2 separate regions of the Mus musculus genome follow, and region 2 is linked to region 1. Evidence: chromatin contacts called from public Hi-C data. All regions are on one chromosome and are shown on one strand. The core of a region is the stretch at or near the end of the contact, and the rest is flanking DNA. Distances in the headings are between cores, read along the strand shown.

Region 1 (6,131 bases), core at 38-2,537:
ACTGGTGTACAGGCATCTGGAGCCTAGAAAACAAGGTGGGTGCTACAAAGGGCTGAGCTGGAGAAGTAACACAAGCCCTTGGAGGAGCCCAGAGCATCGAGAGTGGATCCCAGACATTGGATAGTCAGAGTTTGATTTTGCTTTTGATTGTGACTATGCCCTGGTATTTTTCCCTCTTGAAGTATGAAAGTATTTTAGTGGAGCCCACAGATAGGAGACTGAATTGTAAAAAGACTTTGAATTTCAAGATATTAGATATTTTAAAGGGATTGAACTTCGGTGGTAGTTGAGACTGTAGAAGGGTATAGATGTATTTATATCTCCCCCAAGGAAGGAATTTTAGCAACACAGGCATACATCATAAAGCCAAGCTGCTTGTAATATCTTGAAACAGATGAGAGAATCCCTATAAGGCATTGGGTTACTACCCATCTATATGAGATTGGCTCAGATAAGCAGTTTCCTTTTTTTGTATTAGCTGTTTATCTTCCTGGCTTCTGGTAGTTCCATAGTGATCTGTCAATAAAACAGCATATTCTAACAATTTCTTACTTATTTCTAACTCCTTAAAACACACACACACACAGTCTTGGCATTTCCTGTATGGCCTCCTACTACAAAACTCCCTGCTTTCAAAGTTTAGAAAAGAACTCTGCTTCTGTACTAGTGTGAATTGAAATTTGAGGGCTACAGACTACCTTTCTTCCTCATTGGTAAAATAGGTGTAAAAATACCGATTTTTGCCTGACATGGTGGTGGTTTACCCTGTAACCCAGCACTTCTGTTGATTGAGCCAGGATCGAGAATTCGAGGTCACCAGGGTCATACAGAGTGAACTTCTATCTCAAAAACAAAAACCCAGACCATTCTGTAAAGTCGTTTGAAGATAACCAGCATTACAGTTCTTTTTTTTTTTTTTTAAAAAGATTTATTTATTAATTGATTTTTATGTATATGAGTACACTACAGCTGTCTTCAAACGCACCAGAAGAGGGCATCAGATCCCATTACAGATGGTTGTGAGCCACCATTTGGTCGCTGGGAATTGAACTCAGGACTTTCGGAAGAGCAGTCAGTGCTCTTAACCGTTGAGCCATCTCTCCAGCCCCAGCATTATGGTTCTTAATATGTGTTGCTCAAAGGTAATTAATGTGTCTTCGGGGGTAGGAAAAGGCTTTATCTTTTGGACATCTTTGGCCTTGGGGAAGCCTAGCCCTTTAAGGCAGCGCCGCCCCAGCCTCCAGCGCGCGTCTCTTGCCCCGCCCCACCCCTCGGGTTTGGAGGCGGGACCTCCAAACCCGGAACTGAAGGCCGCGCATTGCCGGCCCGGCCAATCGGCGTCCCGGAAGGAGCGAGCTGAAGCCACCGAGCCAGTGAATGACAGCAGCGCCGCCCGCCGGTCGCGGCTGCAGCCCTGCCGGCGTCCCGAGCCTCCTGTCAACGCGAGCGGCGTGCTTTCCAGCGGCGCCTCTCCAAGTGTCTGTGGCCCAGCGGGGTCTCCCCGCTCTCCCTAGCCTCTGCCCCGGTGTCCCTCCGCTGCAGGGGCCATGGGCAGCGAGCAGAGCGCGGAGGCCGAGAGCCGCCCCGGCGATCTGAACGCCTCAGGTCGGTGCCTCACCTCCCCGCACCGGTGTTGCTGGCGAAGCCGACCGCCCCGGTGCAGGCCCTCTGTGTTCCCTAACACAAAAAAAGCGTGGCCTCCCGCCCCAGTCCTAGTCCCCTAAACCGGCTTGCCCGGCTTCACTCTAATTTCTAAAAGACGACCTACTTAGTGTTCGGTTCCTGGACTCCACACTGACGTGGAGACTTGGGTCACACTGGATCGATCATACCCGAGTCCTCCAAGATCAGGTTTTCTGAAAATCGGGGTGTCGAGGAACCTTTTCAGAAGGGTCCTGTGAGCACTGGGCGGTCACTCTCAGTGTTTGGGTGCAAATATTTCCAGGCACCGCTCTCTGGCCACTCAGGTATCGGTTTTTTGTTTTGTTTTGTTTTAATAATTTTAAAAATAAGTTGGCCAGGTGGCAGGCAGTCTCTCGTGTATCTTCTGTTCACATTTTTTAGACGTCTCTTAGCATTTGGGGTAGGATTTGGAAGGGTTTTGTCCTGTACCTGTAGTAAGTGCTCAATAAAACAGCTGGCAATTGAAAACCATTTGGTCCTTTTGTTGTTACTTAGGTAACCTCTGAGAGGGCCCTCGATAGGCTCAAGGGTTACAAGCCTAATTAGTTAAACTCTCTCATAGCCAAAGAGTCTCAGAGTGGCTCTCTACTTGGTAATCTTTGCAACTTAGAAATGTGGAAGCTAACAGATGATTCATGCTGAAGGGCGTTCCTTCAAGACCTGCAGTCAGGGGCTTGCAGCTACTAGCTTTGTTATGTTTTCATTCCTTGGAAGGCCTAGAGTATCACGTCTGTTTTTAAGAAACCCGCAAAAATGGCTCATCTCATACTTTTTTTTTTTCTGTATCAGGCCAGAAGCACACTTTAGGGGAAGTAGTGTAGCATCCTATCAGACAGTTGCTCATCCGGGAACCATAGAAATGAGCATAGGCTCATTTCTGATAGAACGTACACATCCCGTGCCAGGATAATGTTTATAGTATACCCATTTTTGCCCACATCTTTACCAATTTTATGCATAAATAATGCCTAACTGCTTTGAAGTCCCTTTTCCTTTGAGTCTGGAGGAATCGTGTAATTTGTTGCAGAAAAGACTGGTACTGCTTTTGTAAAGTGTCAGATAAATGACAAAGCCAAGATAAACTTTTCCTGAAAAAGCAATAAAAGCGGCAGAGGTCCATCGTTGTTGTCATCTGTCCCCCACTCCCACCCCAGCACGGTGAGGCACCAGGAGAAGCTCGCTCCTGGAAGATGGAGTAGTTCTGTGGTATTTATCCTCAGGACAGACGGATGGGCCTGAGTGTGTTTACTGTTTACCAGAACTTTCAAGAATAAGACAGCTTAGGGATTCATTCTTGTTCCAGCCAGGAAATTATTTGGGTAAGAGGATATCTTGTTCTAGAGACTCCTTGTAGGTTTACATTGACATGCCCCGGAAGCAATGCTCCCATTTTCTGAATGGTTCCTATTGATGGTTTCTGTCCTCCGTGCACAAATGCTGCACCAAGCTCCCTGAAGCCTTAGGTATAGACTTATAAGTTGGGATTGGAACCAGAGATTTTGGCTCTTTTCTCCACACCTGGCTGGCTCTGATAGGCTAGAGAGGCACCTTTGCATTCTGTGACACTATGAAGAACTTTTGTACCAAGAGACCCTCAGTGCCTTTCCTAAATCTGTTTTACCTTAGGCAAATCTGTAAACTACATACAGATCAGAACAATTAAAAAGGAGACTTTAAAAAAAATACCTACTTATGATTTGCATGTTGAGTGATAAAATGTGTGATTATGAAAGACATTCATACATCTTATATGTTTCTGTTATGTTTGAGGGTTTTGCATTCTATATATGAAAAGAGAAAAATAGATGTTTTGGGCTAGGGCTCTATAGCTCAGTGGTAGGACACTTGCCTGGTATGTGAGAGGTACAATCTTCAGTACCACAAGGAGGGAAAAACAAGTTAGAAGTTCCCCATAATCTTTCTGTGCCAGCCCCCACTAGAAAAATCACTGCATTTGGTTATGTAAAACTATTTTTTCTTCCTTTCAGACAATGCTTTATGTAGTCTAGATAGATCTATACTCCCAAGACGGTCGTTCAATTTTTTTTTTAACAAAAAGTTATTATTATATGTCTAGGTGTTTTGTCTCCGCATCATGGCTTTGCACCACATATATGTAGTGTTTGCGAAGGCCAGAAGAGGGCACTGGATAGACTAGAACTGGAGTTACCAATGGTTTTGAACCAACATGTGGCTGCTAGGAATTGAACTAGGTCTTCTGGAAGAGCAGCCAGTGCTCTGGTTGCTGGTGAACCGTATCTCCAACCCCTGTTATTGAAGTTTGGATTTACCTGTATGTACCTCCTATAGATGTGGGCTACCATGTCCAGTTTATGTCTAGCTGAGTTACACCCCCCCACATAGTCTTTTGTTTGCATAGTTTTATTTATTGGTGTTTTTCCCCCTCACTATGCAGCTCTGGCTGCTCAGGAATTCACTCTGTAGACCAGACTGGCCTTGAACGCACAGAGATCTGCCTGCCTCTGCCTCAGGAGTGCTGAGATTAAAGGCGTGTGCTACTGCACCAGCATTTCCTTTTAGTAAAAACAAAACAAACTTTAATCCATTACAGCATTTCAAAGACAAAAAGGAGACAGCACCACTCTTGGAAGAAGTAGTTTGTCACTTCAATAAGGATGACTTTGAAGAGAAGCCATTAAGATCAGAAAATCTTTCACTGGGCCTGGAGAGATGGCTCAGCGGTTAAGAACACCGGCTGCTCTTCCAGAGGTCCTGAGTTCAATTTGCAGCAACCACATGGTGGCTCACAACCTGATGCCCTCTTCTGGTGCATCTGAAGACAGCTACAGTGTACTCATATAAATGAGATAAATACATTAAAAAAAAAAAAAAAGAAAAGAAAGAAAGAAAAAGACAAAAAAAGAAAACTCTCTCATTTACTACAAACTCCTCTTTCTAATGACTGTTGGTGAGTAGTGGCGGCTCTCCAGCGTGTGATCAACTGGTACTGATCTGTATATCTTTATTTGCAGTGACTCCATCTCCGGCTAAACATCGGGCCAAGATGGACGATATCGTGGTGGTAGCTCAGGGCTCTCAGGCCTCACGGAATGTCAGCAATGACCCCGATGTCATCAAGCTACAAGAGATTCCAACCTTCCAGCCCCTTTTAAAAGGTAAGAGACTTCTGTGATATCTGGACTTGCTGGGGAAGCTTATGTACAAACTCCACTCTTCTGTCTCTTAGGTCTTTCCTTACTTGACATAGTCTCTGAAAAGTCTCCCTGAATGCCCTGTCTGAAGTTGGAGTCTCTTTCTCTGCCTATTTTTTTTCCCTGAAGCACTTAATCACCATTGACCTGTGGTAAATTCGGAACATTTTTATATTTATCTGTTTTATATGTGTGTGTGTGTGTGTGTGTGTGTGTGTGTCTAGGTGTGCGTGTTACAGCTTGCATACAGAGGTCAGAGGGAAACTTTTGGGAGTGGGCTCTTTCTCACCGTCACATGGGTACTGAGGATGGACTCAGGTTAGCAGGCTCGGCGGCAAGTGCCTGTAGCCATCTGAGCCACCTTGCCAGCCAGGTTGACTTGCTCTCTGTATTTTTCTGTGATCTACATGGTGACAGGAATTTTCTGTTCCTTTCCGCTGCTGAAGCCCAGCCCTTGGGATAGAACCAGATCTAAGATAAGGGTCGAGTAAATCAATGGATGACTCGATGTTATTGGAGTTGGCCCTTTCCTGCAGTATTTCCATGAAAAGATTTTTGTTATTCTTTTGTGATCTAGACTGTTGTATAGGTTGTCTAGTTCAGACTCACAGACAAATTCTGTCACCACTAATGCACTGGTAACTCATTCTGGCTACTCTCTTGCATGAGAGAAAAGTATGTTTGTGAGAGGAGTGGTTACCCACCCGATTAGCATATTTGAAGGTACTTTATATGAAGACCATAGCCTGTTTTCACATCTTCATTAAGTGGAGTTTACTTCCTGTGCCTTCTGTGTGGGTGTGTGTGCATGGATGCTGTGTGGGTGTGTGTTTGGAGGCAACAGGTCAATCTCCAGTATTGCTCTCAGGAGCCATCACCTTGTTTTTTGGAACTCGGTCTCTCACTGGGACCTGGGACTTGCCGCTTAGGCTGGACCAACTGGGCCTCGTGTATCTACCTGTCTCCCAATGCCCAGGGTTGGAATTACAGGTGTGTGCTGTGGTTTCTGGGGATGGAACTAGGTTCCCATGCTTGCATGACAAGCACTTTAATAACTGAGCTCCCAGCTGGCCGGTTAGCTCAGTTGGTTAGAGCGTGGTGCTAATAACTGAGCTCCCTCTCATTCCTGGAGATGTTTTTTTATCAACTGAATGGAGTTTGTGCTATAGAAAAGCATTGCAAACAAGACCTCGCTCTAATGACCATAAACAAGGCTGTGGCTTACTTAACCTGCCTGCATCTTTCTCCATCTTTCTTTTTTTGACAACAATACCA
Region 2 (6,375 bases), core at 1,817-4,316, 180 kb after region 1:
GATGAAAGGAAATTAGTTCCATCAGATTTCAAAATATCTTCTGAAACTACACTAATTAAAACAGCTGTTACAAACAAAACCAGACAGGGCATATCAATGGGAAGACAGAGACAATCCACAAATGAACCCATAGACCAACAGAATAGGTTTATAATAAAAGGAGCATTTCAGGGCTGGTGGGTAACCCAGAAGCAGAGCATCTGTCTATGCGCAGGGCAGTGTGTTCCGTTCTAAATCTGTAGGAAGAATATTCATGGAGTGTTATCATGAAAAAAATTTAAAAGCAGAGGAATAGCAAATCTATACCTTTTTTTTTCTCTTAAAAAAAAATAAATCCAGCACTCTGAAAAACTAAGCAGGAGGATTGTTACAAATTCAAGCCCAACCTAGGCTACATAATGAGTTCAAGGCCAACCTAAGATAAATAGCAAAACCATATCTCAAACTAAGTAAGTAAATAAATAAATGCCAGGTAAACACTTAGATATAAAAGTGAAATGATAAAGTTATTGAAATGAAACAATTTATGTATAGTCTCTGAGTATAATCTTGTGATGGAGAAGTCTTTCTCTGAGTAAAATGTAAGATTCAGTCTCCATGGAGGAATTGTTAATAAGCATGACTTTAAAATGTAAATTTCTGGGTTGAAGATGTAGCTGGGTTGGTAGAACTGGCATGCTTGCCCAGCATGCACAAAGTCCTGGGTTCCCTCAGCATCACATTAAGCAGACATGGGACACAGAGCAGGCCTGGGACCCTGGCACTTGGGAGGTAGAGGCAGAAATATCATAAGTCAATCTTGAATACAGAGTGAGTTCAAGGCCAACCTGGCTACTCAAGACCCAGTCACAAAAACTGGAATACTCCTTCCACAAACATGGATAAGCGTATGGGACACTGTACAGATATCGATGAAAGAACATATTTCTGATGCATATAAAAGAAAAGAGCAGACTGGAGAGTTTTCCCAGTGGTTAAAAGCACTAGATGCTCTTCCCCAGACTCCCAAGACAAGGTCTGGCTGTCCTGGAATTCATTTTGTAGACCAGGCTGACCCTGAACTCAGAGGCCAGCTGCCACTGTCTACCAATACTAGGACTTTAGGCATTCTCCATAACACCTAGTTTACACTTGATGCCCTTGCAGAGGACCCAGGTTCCATCTTCAGCACCTATGTGGGTGCTGACAATCCTCTATAACTTCAGTCTCAGGGGACCTGACACCCTCTTCTGATCAGGTACCCACAGAAGTGTACTTACAGCATACATACATACATACATACATACATACATACATACATACATACATGTATGTATGTACTTACATACATGCAAGCAAAAAAACTCACACACAAGATAATAAAATGAACCTAAATAAAGCAAAACAGCAATATTTGCAGAACTCTGCTGTGTGTTTGTGATCAAGAAATTCTTCCACTAGGACTCTATCTTATACATAAATCCACACAAGAACAGAGATATATCATTGAAATTCTACATGTTTGTATTAATAAAACAAAGGAAAGCAGGAATTCTCAAAGGAAAAAAAGGGAACATATGGTGTTCCACCCCACAGATTCAGGACAGTATCTAATATATATGATTGACTAAACACAAAGTCAGAAGCTTCGCATAGCGGTATGTGTCTGTAATCCCAACTCTTGAGAAGCAGATATGGGGTATCAAGAATCCAAAGTCAGCCACATACTGAATCTGAGGCCACCCTGGAGACTCTTCCTTCAGCCTCCCACCCACCCAAAATGACTGTAGTGTAGCTCCGTAACCGAGGGCTTTTGCCCAGCTTGCCCAAGCTCTAGGTTCTACTTCCATCACACAAGGACACACACACACACAGTTCCTGTCCCTTTTGGGGGACATTACAATAGAGTAGGTTAGAATAGGTAGGTGAAGGGAGAGCTAAGCAAATATTTGGAAACACATATTGGGCACTGCCAGGTAGCCATACTGTCTATCTGGGGTGCTATCTCAATATCTACTTTGTGATTTATTGCTCCCATCGGGCAGAGAGTGCCTGGCAGGAAGCAAGTCATTGGCCTGGGTGAGACTTACATCAGAGTTCCCGCACAGGCGTGGGTTATTGAAGAGGCCCTTGCACTTTAACATTTGTTTCTGTATTATACATATCATACATATGGCCAAACATAATTCAAAAAATTGCCCTGAGTGAAACATGGAATGCTAGGCACACGTGAAAAGACTGATGCCACCGTGGCTCCCAAACCACATACAGTCTCCTAAGCTGGCCATTCAAAGTGCTTCCTCACCGGTCACTTACCCACTTCTTTGCCCTTAGCTCCTGACTGATTTTTACCTCTGGATGTCTGCTACACCCAAACCTGCTCGTTTGGGATTCCCCACTCTACTCCAATCCACTGTGCCTTTACAAATATTTCTATACCTACCTGCTTGAAAACAAACAAACATACAAACTTGTATTCCTTTTTTGAACTTGCCGTGTTTCCTATTTTCTTTATGCTGTATTATCTTAACACACTATCCTGCAGCTGTTCATGAAATACTCATTTATAAGAATGTAAGGGAATCTCTACATTCCCACTATAGCTCCTTGAGGGTAGAGACCCAGTTTAGTGTTCAGTTATTGGTGTGGGTGTACACGCACATGTATTCTCTCTCTCTCCCTACCTCTATCCTGTTCTTCCCACCCCCACCCCCACCCCCACCCCCATCCTCCAGTCTCTAGTGCACATATGGAAGTCAGAAGACAACTTTCGGAGTCAGTTCTCTCTTTCCACCATGTAGGTTGGAGAGAACAAACTTGGGTCATCAGGCTTGGCAGCAGACACGTTTACTCCCTGAGCCATCTTGCCTGCCCTGGAAGATGTCTGTGTAGTGATGACACTTCTTGATACAGACAAGCTAGGTATAAGCTGCACCTCTCTTTAACTCTGAGTCCCTGTGGAAGGGCCTCACTCTCCAAGGCTTTGGCACTGAGATTCCTGTATGGACTCGTTCAGTGTGGACTACACAGCTAGCAGCAGCTTGCACAGGGAAGGGCTGCTTTCAGACGCACCAGAGCACCGGCTATGTCATTCCAGCCTTGACAGGAGCCTCAGGCAGGTGCTTGAACTTTCTTCCCTTCGCATAGCAAGCATCTCTCCAAACAAGCTTGGATGGCAACTTGTTTTCTTTGGCAAAATGATTAATGGGGAAAATGACTCATACGCCTGGTTACAGTGACATTTCTAATAACAGTGTCTTTTTGTTTATGGAGCACCGGGTAAAAATACCCAGGAATTTACTACCAGCGGGAGGACCACCTGTCTGCTGGAGGCACTGAAAAGGAAAAGCTGGGAAGGCAGCGTCCTGGAAGGGTACCCAAGAGGGTCTAAGTCTGTCACAGCCTCCTCCCAACTCCCCACAAATGACCCGAGCTTAGCAATAGCACCTGTGGAAACAAAGACAAATGCCTAGGGCTGGCTGGGGACCTAGATACCCTACAGGCAGCTAGAGAAACTTCCAGAAGCTTGTCTCATGCCTGGGTGTGGCAGAGCAAAGGAGCTGGGCAGCCAGGAGAGCCAAACATCCAAACTGAGGGGTAGAAACAAGGGAAGTTGGTGGGGCAGAAACACGTAATATGACTGGAAAAGCCAAGCAAGGGTAGTTAGACCACACCCCACCGTGCTTAGGACCCTGCAGTGTGGGATGAGCTAGGGTGGGGAGGAATGAGTTCTGATGGAAAGGAGGTACCATCTGTCCTCTGGAAGCTACAACAGGGCAGGCAGGTAAGAAGCAGGTACCGGTCTTCATCTGCACGAACAGAATGAAGAAGGACAACAAATTCCATGCTGATTGAGAAAGGATGCCAATTAAGGAGACATGCCAGAGCCTGGAGTTTTTTAAAGATAAAGCTAAGCAAGCTAGAGATACTCTTTAAGAATCATGGAAAGAATAATTCCCAGCAGCCTATTCTCTTAAAAATTAATAAGGAGCCAAGCATGTCGTGCAGGCCTCTAACCCCAGGACTCAGGTGGCAGAGAAGTCTGAGTTCAAGGGCCTCTTGGTCTTTACAAAGTGAGTTCCAGGCCAGTCATGGCTACACAGAGACACCCTGTCTAGAAACAAACAAACAACAACAACAAAGAATAAAGAAGCACAATACCAGGGGCTGGAATGTCACACCGAGGTAGAGTGTTATCTATAGGTCTGGGTTCCTTCCCCAGCATCAAGACAGTTTATAAAGGAGATGGATGGCTGGGGAGATGGGAAAGTGCTTAAGCATATTTACGTTTTATTCAACTTGACACAAGCTAGGTCATCCCAGAGCTCCTAAAGGGAGATGGGAAGAAACAACAGGGGGATCCTGGTAAGCCTGTGGAACAGCTAGCCTAGCATATGAAACCACAAACAAGAGACCCTGGCTCAAGCCAGCTGAAATCAAGCAGTTATACCAGAGGGTGTCCTCTGAAGTCCACATAAACACCCTCACATATAATAAGCACACACACACACACACACACACACACACACACACACACACACACACACTTTAAAATTCCTGTTAAGCTAGGTGCTGTGTAACCAGGAGCCCAACATCATCCTCAGATACATAGCAGGTTCAAGGTCATTCAGGATTACATAAAACCCTGTTCTAAATAAATAAATAAATAAATAAATAAATAAATAAAGCCTCATGCTGTATTACAAAATGAGCCCTGTAGCAGAACTAATTAGTTCTGACTATTCTCTCTTATTAGGGAAACATAGTGATTATTTAAATAACTAAAGAACAAAAAGAAACAAAGTTCACTGGCAATAGAAAGTATGTGCTTCGGTACAGGCCTTTATTTCCAGCACTTGGGAGGCAGAGATAGGCGGGTCTCTGGGAGTTCTAAGACAGCCTGGCATATGAGTTCCAGGATAGCCAAGGCTCTTACAAAGAGAAATCCTCTCTCAAAAAACAAAACCAAAGAGGGAGGGAGAAAGGAAGGAAGGAAGGACAAACTTAACTATGCAAAACCCCTGAAGAGTTCTGTATTTACTTGTCCAAAATTTTTAGCAGAAAGCTCTAGAAAAATACCAGTTTGGGCCCCAAAAGGTGGCTCAGACAGTAAAGTTCTTGCTATGAAAGCCTAATAGCTTGAGTGTGACTCTCAAACCCACAGAAAGGTAGAAGAGACTCAGCTCCACAAAGTTCTCTCTGATCTCCATATGCACACTGTGGCGTCTGTACTCACTCGTGTGTACACACACACACACACACACACACACACTCACACTCATGATGATGATGACAATGATGATGATGATGATGATGATATCTGGTCAAACCAAGTCTGAAAACAGGTATAAAAAGAGACTATTTGCCTGGCCGTGGTGGAGCATGCCTTTAATCCTAGGATCTCTGTGAGTTCAAGGCCACTGGTCTACAGAATGAGAAAGAGTAAAAGAGAGAAAGCCAGTGAGAGAGAGAGATGGAGATGGGAGAGGGAGAGGGAGAGGGAGAGGGAGAGGGAGAGGGAGAGGGAGAGGGAGAGGGAGAGGGAGAGGGAGAGGGAGAGGGAGAGGGAGAGGGAGAGGGAGAGGGAGAGGGAGAGCAAAAGAGCTAGATTCTTCATTCTTAGATTCAAAACAAACAAAAAGGCTGAGGACGTGGCTCAGTTGGAACAGCTTGCTTAGCATGCACAAAGCTCTTGTTCAACCACCAGTACTATAAAAACAAACAAATCAGGGTAGCAAAGCCGTGACTCATCCGTCACATGAAGAGATGCAGCAGAAACAGTTCAGGTGAGCACCCTAGGAAGAGCAGTGAGGAAAACTCCACTGGGTGGCAAAATCCTATTGATTTAACTAGAGTGTTTTGAGACAGGGTCTCGTGCTGTCAAGGCTGCTCTTGGTCGTTCTGTTTCTACCTTCTGAGCTCTGAAATCACAGGCATTATATCATCATATTGCACTAAGACCTTTCTCTCTATGTGTGCATTTGTTGTGAATGTGTGTGTGTGTGTTGAGTATGTTTTGAATATTTTAAATTTATTCTTTGACAAGTTGACAATTTCAAACATGTATACAATGTATCTTGTTTGTATCCAACAGAAATCCCCATGGCTACTCCTCTGGGTTTCCCTAATATTTTCTCTTCCTACCTTCCTGTCTTTCTTTTTAGAGCCTATTGAGTCTGGCTAGCACTGCCTGCATGCACATGACTGTGGAGCCATCCACTGGAGCCTGGGTAACGTAACAATAGACACACTCCTAAAGAAAAATGACTCTCCTGCTCATCAATTGAACTTGTGGATTGCCAACAGTTCCTCGGCTGTGGGAAAGCCTCGTGAACTCCTCTCCCCTCCAGGCTGGAATGTTGACTGACTTGATCTCATGCAGGTCTTGTGCTGGTA

The links. A called contact is a pair of places that touch in the nucleus more often than the background predicts.
Region 2: a contact with region 1 is called in a Hi-C map of epidermal suprabasal cells, with 2.6 times the contacts expected there. The contact joins the enhancer-like site here to the promoter of Borcs5 in region 1. A contact is called at or near these places in 29 of 39 promoter capture datasets (the 3T3-L1 cell line, 3T3-L1-derived adipocytes, the C10 cell line and 18 more), 9 of 15 datasets of contacts at CTCF or cohesin (CD8 T cells, the G1E-ER4 cell line, embryonic stem cells and 4 more), 110 of 484 Hi-C or Micro-C datasets (B cells, the Ba/F3 cell line, the C2C12 cell line and 56 more), 46 of 115 datasets of contacts at active chromatin or transcription factors (the 230-238 cell line, the NIH/3T3 cell line, SST interneurons and 27 more) and 4 of 9 other capture datasets (adipose tissue, embryonic stem cells, liver and 1 more).

Annotation. Positions count from the first base shown.
Region 1 is chr6:134,639,653-134,645,783 of GRCm38.p6, forward strand. Borcs5 (BLOC-1 related complex subunit 5) reads left to right here and starts at 1,288. Exons shown (of 4, transcript NM_026371.3): 1 at 1,288-1,605; 2 at 4,677-4,820. The coding sequence starts at 1,548.
Region 2 is chr6:134,814,240-134,820,614 of GRCm38.p6, forward strand. 1700055D16Rik (RIKEN cDNA 1700055D16 gene) reads left to right here. Exons shown (of 2, transcript NR_151454.1): 2 at 6,144-6,375. Among named protein-coding and RNA genes, the nearest start is that of Crebl2, 13 kb to the right of the region's middle. Within about 2 kb of position 3,067, at least 25 of the 459 cell types and tissues checked have an H3K27ac peak or open chromatin away from gene starts, as enhancers often do. A contact at or near this core is called in the HL-1 cell line, the SN4741 cell line and epidermal suprabasal cells, where this site is marked.